Linked DNA regions of Mus musculus: region 1 is linked to region 2. A link is a contact called in public ChIA-PET data. All regions are on one chromosome and are shown on one strand. The core of a region is the stretch at or near the end of the contact, and the rest is flanking DNA. Distances in the headings are between cores, read along the strand shown.

Evidence for each region. ChIA-PET counts read pairs in DNA pulled down with a chosen protein or histone mark.
Region 1: a contact with region 2 is called in an RNA polymerase II ChIA-PET map of memory CD8 T cells, with 36 read pairs. The contact joins the promoter of Zfp286os here to the promoter of Ubb in region 2. A contact is called at or near these places in 1 of 115 datasets of contacts at active chromatin or transcription factors (memory CD8 T cells) and 3 of 9 other capture datasets (adipose tissue, liver and pancreatic islet).

The regions. Positions count from the first base shown.
Region 1 is chr11:62,755,399-62,758,311 of GRCm38.p6, forward strand. Zfp286os (a long non-coding RNA gene) reads left to right here and starts at 1,422. Exons shown (of 3, transcript XR_879919.3): 1 at 1,422-1,707. It also overlaps a transcript of Zfp286 not described here.
Region 2 is chr11:62,549,466-62,552,809 of GRCm38.p6, forward strand. Ubb (ubiquitin B) reads left to right here and starts at 1,706. Exons shown (of 2, transcript NM_011664.4): 1 at 1,706-2,130; 2 at 2,675-3,344. The coding sequence starts at 2,681.

The DNA of each region.
Region 1 (2,913 bases), core at 172-2,671, 210 kb after region 2:
ACACCATACATTTTGATTATTAGAACATGGAAAAATCAGGTCACCATAGATAGCAAAAAGGTCACCAGATGTCAACAATATCCACTCCAAGTCTTCTGGGGGTGAAAACCAGGTTTTTATTTCCTGCATTGAGGAGGTGCTCGGGTGTGTTTAGCATTCCTGGCTCCCTAGTGCTCAGTGGTTACACGGGCCTTTGTCCCCCCAACAGAGAGCACTTTCTTTTACACATAATAACTTTTATTGGGGTGGCCCCATTTTTTATAGGTCAAAAAATGTGGCTCTGGTCTCAGTTGAAGGAGTGTGGGTGAGGCAGAGAAGCTTCGAGATTCCAGAACAGTAGATGCCCCCCAGACAACGCAGCAGGCAGGAACCAGTAGACCCCGACTTACCAGGGGTCCAATTGCAAACATCCCAGCAGCCATCTCTGCTTCTGCTTTCTGAAAGGGTGGCTGTCCTGCCGAGAGGAATGTAGGGAAGAGTGGTAAACCGTGCAAACCAGTCCTGCCTTAGAAACTTCAGACTCACCACGCAGGAACCCTGAGACAGGGCTCCCATGAGGGAACACAGGGATGAGCCCCATGAAACACAGGGAAGACCCCTGCAACATCAGTGAGATCCAACTTGTCTCTCCCCCCCGCCCCCGGAGATCTAGGGTTCATAAGATTATTAAATGTAGTCACAGCTGGTTGGTCTGACATTGCACAAGCAACTTTAAAAACACATTCTCATTTAATCTTTACACTAATCTGATGGGCATTATTATTCCAATACACAAAATTTAAAAAGTTCTCTAAAGCTGTCTCAAAGAACAAAAGTGGCCAGTGCTAACCACCCTTGCAGCATCTTATCCCTTTAACCAAGACACAAGCCACACAGCTAGACACAGTGTTTAGCCTGTTTGTGACCTGAAGTTTCCAGAAAGAAAAAAGAAAAAAAAAAAAAAAAAAAGACACACCTGTGTTAAAGATTGTACAAACAAGGCGGATCGATTAATAATAAACTTTAGTGATTCTGGAGAACTGGAATGTTGTAGCTCTGCACCCTTTCTTCGTCTACCTGAGTTTGACTTAACATCTACTCTATGAGTATTAGGTAAATTCTTTTAGAAACTACAAGAGTTTCTTCCATCTACTGCACAATTATCAACAGACTTAAGGAGAAACCTCACTTGTGGTTCCCGTATCAGTGCATTTAAAAGTAAAGAAGGAAGGGTGCACGCTCTGGCAGCGCTTACAGCACCCTGGACCAGTCCAGCATGTCCCAACCAATGCACATTATTCTATTCCACGATCGTGCCAGGGAATGACAAATGGCTTAAAAAGGGATCATTTGAAATGGCTTAAAATCAGCCAGCCAGTGCAAGCTGCCCGGTGAAGGAATGCAGCTCAGCTCTCAGGCTAAGCCATCTCCGGTGAGGCTGGCCTTGGATTGTCCACCCTCCTCTCTGACGCGGTCCGCTGCTCCGGCCCGGGTAGGGCTGAGGTCTTGGTGACGCTGCAGCTCTGAAGCTCCGCTCCACCAGAGGGCGCAGGGGAGACCTACAGCATCCCGCCTCTGTGGCCCAGGCCGCTCTCCTCAGGGATGGGAGGGTCCGATAGGCTAGGTCCGGATCGGCCAGGCCGTGCACTCACGAAGGGAAAGCGCACCCCCGTCTGCACCCGGGCAGAAGTACCTGGCGGCCGCTGTGTGCCCGGCAGAGGGCGCTCGGTGAGCACGGAACCGCGCCGCAAGGCGGCCAACGTTAACCTTCATTCAGAGACTCTTCATTTAACCTTCCTCGCGATTAAGAACAGTTTACTGATTATCAACCTTCCGCGCAATCTAAGAAATACAATCACATTGGAATGTTTGTGTCTAGAGGCCACGGCCGTGTCACTCTCTAGCACTAGGAACCTTTGGCAAGATCTTTTCTAAGGTCACCTCTGTGTTGCTAAAGAAAGGCACCCAGAGAGCAGAGAGGCCACCTATAAAGTCTCAGAAGCCAGGAGAGTTGGTGAATGTCCACACTTTGCTTGGCTTTGAATTTCTTGATTGGAAAACTGGCGATATCTATCTACACTATCATTTTTGGTTCTTTAACTTTCCTGACAGGGATGAAAATATGCTAAAGGGGTCTGGTGCCAGCCAGTGGGGAAACTTAGGTCCGGGAAAGAGATTTCACACAGTTCTGACATCATACCGGTCCATCTTCTTTCTACAAGAGACTGGATCTTTGATGATGGACAGGTTCACACTTTGACCAGTCTGGAAGTGTATCCTGGGACTCAGGAACCCAGGAGCCACACTGCTCAGAGGGGAGAAGGTTATCCCGATGGAAGAGCATCCCGAGACACCCGGCCCAGGAACCACACAGCTCTGAGAGGAAGTCTCCTCAGCAGAGGCATTGCAGCTCCCAGGAGAGGGTCTCCCCAGCTGAGCCGAGTTGCTCACGAGGCTCACTCAGCCTTGCTCCCCTTTTCTCATTCTTCCCTTCTCTTCATTGCTTCTTGGCTGCTTCTGATAAGAGAGTCCCACCAGACAGCAAATCTCAGGAAAGAGATCTAGTGGAAGGATGAATCCAGGGAGACGAGGGACAAATCCAGGGGTGGCTGCCACTGCTCCCAGGAGTGGACAGCAAGAAGTTGAACCAAGAGCAGGGTTTACACAGCTAGGGGCGGAGCTTTTGGGGGGCGGGAGGAGAACCCCCACAGAGATTTCCGGATTGAGGATTGGTAGGATTTCAAGTCCTGAGCTTGGGGGAGCTCAGGGATTGGTGGGTTTCTCTGTTCAGGGATTGGTAGCTTTTTTCAGCCCTCTTTCCCTGCGTTGGGCCCAAGGGTTAGGATGGGAAGATCTTCCAGGCCACAGGCCACACAGGTTGAGGTGCCATCAATGTGCGGCTGAGCTGTTTTTTGGAAAGGCTGGAGAGGAGGT
Region 2 (3,344 bases), core at 456-2,955:
GTTGAACTAACTCAATAAACTTCTAATCTCAAAATTTATACTGTCTTTTTTTTTTTTTAAATCTGTTTATAGAGGGCTGGAGCAGTTAAGAGCACTAGCTGCTCGATTCCCAAGCAGCCACACAAGTACTCAGCAGTCTGTATAGTTCTAGGGTATCTGGTACCCTCCTGAGCTCCTCAGGTACCAGATACACAGGTACTATATAGACATACATACAAGGAAAACACTCAGATATAAAATACTTTTTAAAAAAATCTGTTTACATCATGCTGGGCACGATGGTCCGTGTCTTTAATTCCAACACTCGGAAGACAGAACCAAGAGAATCTCTTGTGAGCTCTTGATTTACATAGTCATCCCAGGCCAACCAGGGCTACAGAGTGATGGCCAGTCTCCAAGGGGTGGGGCTAGGGGTGAACACAGCACAAGCAACAAAAACTATGCTACGGAAAAAAAAATCTATCTTGTCCAGATGCCATTCTTTTGAAATATTATTACTGGGTTGAAGTCACCAAACGATCTACTTTGAAAACAAAACAAACTAGGAAGCAATAACCCGTCTGGCAATTGCTGGAACTTACCCCAATGAAGTCATCGCATCAATCATAAGATCAGCACTCTGGCTGAGTCTGTGCCTCAAAATGTCTGACTCAGACATACTCTGCTTGTTGAAACAAGGTCCGACTCATGCTTCCTAATAAAAATAAAATACTATGCAAAGGAGACATTTTCTGAATTTCAATTCACTTCAAATAAAATTCTACCTGCTCTTTATTCTAGAAAGCAGACTTTGGGCTGGGGAATCAAACTGGAGCTTTTGGTTCATGCTAGGCAAACCAGCTATGTTCCTAACGTTTCCTTCAGTAATATGGTAATAACTCGTAAACCTTTACAGAGTGAAGTTTAATCTGTTAGCGTAGCTAGACTTCTTACTGTACGGAAGCCGGTAGCCTATGCAAACAAAACTGTTTACATGGCCATCCTCGTGACTCCGCATGACAAAGCAATCCGAGCAGTTCTGCTCCTTCCTTGTTGATCTCGATGAGGGAAAAGCAACCACACCCAAAACCTCAGAACCTAGTCCTGAGGTTGAGGTTCTAGGATTAACGGGCCCCTTCCCTTCCTTTGCACAATAGACATCCCAATGGGAGAGGTGGGTGAACCCCGGGTACTGAGTCTAATAGGCATTTCTCCTCTTTCCTTCCTTTGTTTGTAGATTGCTGGGGAGGGAGAGAATCTGTAAGTCCGGCCGGGCTCTGGGCTGGGTCTCTGGCTAAATCCTCAGCTTCCAGCCCGGCAGCCACCCCACTCCCACCCACATCTGGGCCCGTGGGCGGCTAAGCCACAAGACAAAACAACTAAAAACACTGGCTACGGAAGCATCAATGCTCATACTGGAGGGGGCCTGGGCGAAGCTAGAGTCCAGCCAGGGGGAGCAGGGTGAGGTCGCAATTCACCCTGTGGCGTAAAGCCGCCGAGCGATGGGTGCGAGAGAACCACGGGGAACTCGGGACGCGGGGTTCCGGACGCGGGAAGAGAAGACGCCCCTCCCCCACCTCAAGCAGGAAACATCAGTATTTCGCTAAGGCGAGCGCCCGCACATGCGCACTCGGTTACTTAGCAACGTCGACGTTAAACTGCCCGAGAACCGAGCCCAGCAACAATCGAGCGGCCCGCGACCTCCACCAATCAGCGTCGGCCTCATCTTTGACTCCTCACCAATCAGCGCTGGCGCCGCAAGGAGGTTTCCAGAGCTTTCGAGGGAGGGCCCTTTAACTTGGATTCATCCGCGTGATGATTTTTTCAATTTTTTGCACGAGAGGAGACGAGACGCCGGGAATACAGTGTCTCTCGTTTGGTAGTACTCTTTTCTTTGGTTCTGAAGAATCGGGAGCTCGGCAAAAACGCCTAATTGGTCTGGGGGAGGTGGGGGCCCGCGGAACTACTTTCGGTGGCGCAGGAAGACAACAGCTACGTAGGAGTGAGCAGTCACGCAACAGACGCTGCATAAATAGCGGCTCGCGCGGCCACTGAGCTCAGTGACGAGAGGCTTTGTCCGGTTCGGCGGTCTTTCTGTGAGGGTGTTTCGACGCGCTGGGCGGTTTGTGCTTTCATCACATTTGTTAACAGGTATTTGTCTACGGCGTTTGAATCATGGGAGGATTTAGAGAGGGGGCTTACGTGGTGCTAAGCGGGCCTTTTTTTTCTTGGGGTGGGGGAGGGGAGCGAGGTGACGTGACGCGGCAACGGGCCTTCCGGGAAGAGTGGGCCTTGGTCGCGTGCGCGGAGCGGGGGCGGCCCTGGCGCGCGCGCCAGGGAGCTTAACGGACGCTTAACCGATGGAGAGTCCATCGTGGTTATTTCAGTGGGGGGAGGCAGAAAAGAGGTACTTCTCACTCGGGCATTGTTTATTACTTGAATTTTTATCGATGGCTTCTGGTCTGGATATTTTTTATTTTCAATTTATCATGTCTATTGTTAGCGAACTTGGATGCCCCGCAGTTGATGAATGTTCCAAATGCCAGTTTAGTGTTTTGGAAAGGTTTAGCAGTTTGAAACCATGACAAAACAGGTTTTATGTTATGACAAAAAGGGGAGGAGTTTTGAGTAGAAGTATTTTGTAGGGAATCGAAGATTTTAGTAGGCTTTTAAATTTTTACCTTTTAAATTCAAGGTCAAAATGCAGATCTTCGTGAAGACCCTGACCGGCAAGACCATCACCCTAGAGGTGGAGCCCAGTGACACCATCGAGAACGTGAAGGCCAAGATCCAGGATAAAGAGGGCATCCCCCCTGACCAGCAGAGGCTGATCTTTGCCGGCAAGCAGCTGGAAGATGGCCGCACCCTCTCTGATTACAACATCCAGAAGGAGTCAACCCTGCACCTGGTCCTTCGCCTGAGAGGTGGCATGCAGATCTTCGTGAAGACCCTGACCGGCAAGACCATCACCCTGGAGGTGGAGCCCAGTGACACCATCGAGAACGTGAAGGCCAAGATCCAGGATAAAGAGGGCATCCCCCCTGACCAGCAGAGGCTGATCTTTGCCGGCAAGCAGCTGGAAGATGGCCGCACCCTCTCTGATTACAACATCCAGAAAGAGTCAACCCTGCACCTGGTCCTCCGTCTGAGGGGTGGCATGCAGATCTTCGTGAAGACCCTGACTGGCAAGACCATCACCCTGGAGGTGGAGCCCAGTGACACCATCGAGAACGTGAAGGCCAAGATCCAGGATAAAGAGGGCATCCCCCCTGACCAGCAGAGGCTGATCTTTGCCGGCAAGCAGCTGGAAGATGGCCGCACCCTCTCTGATTACAACATCCAGAAGGAGTCAACCCTGCACCTGG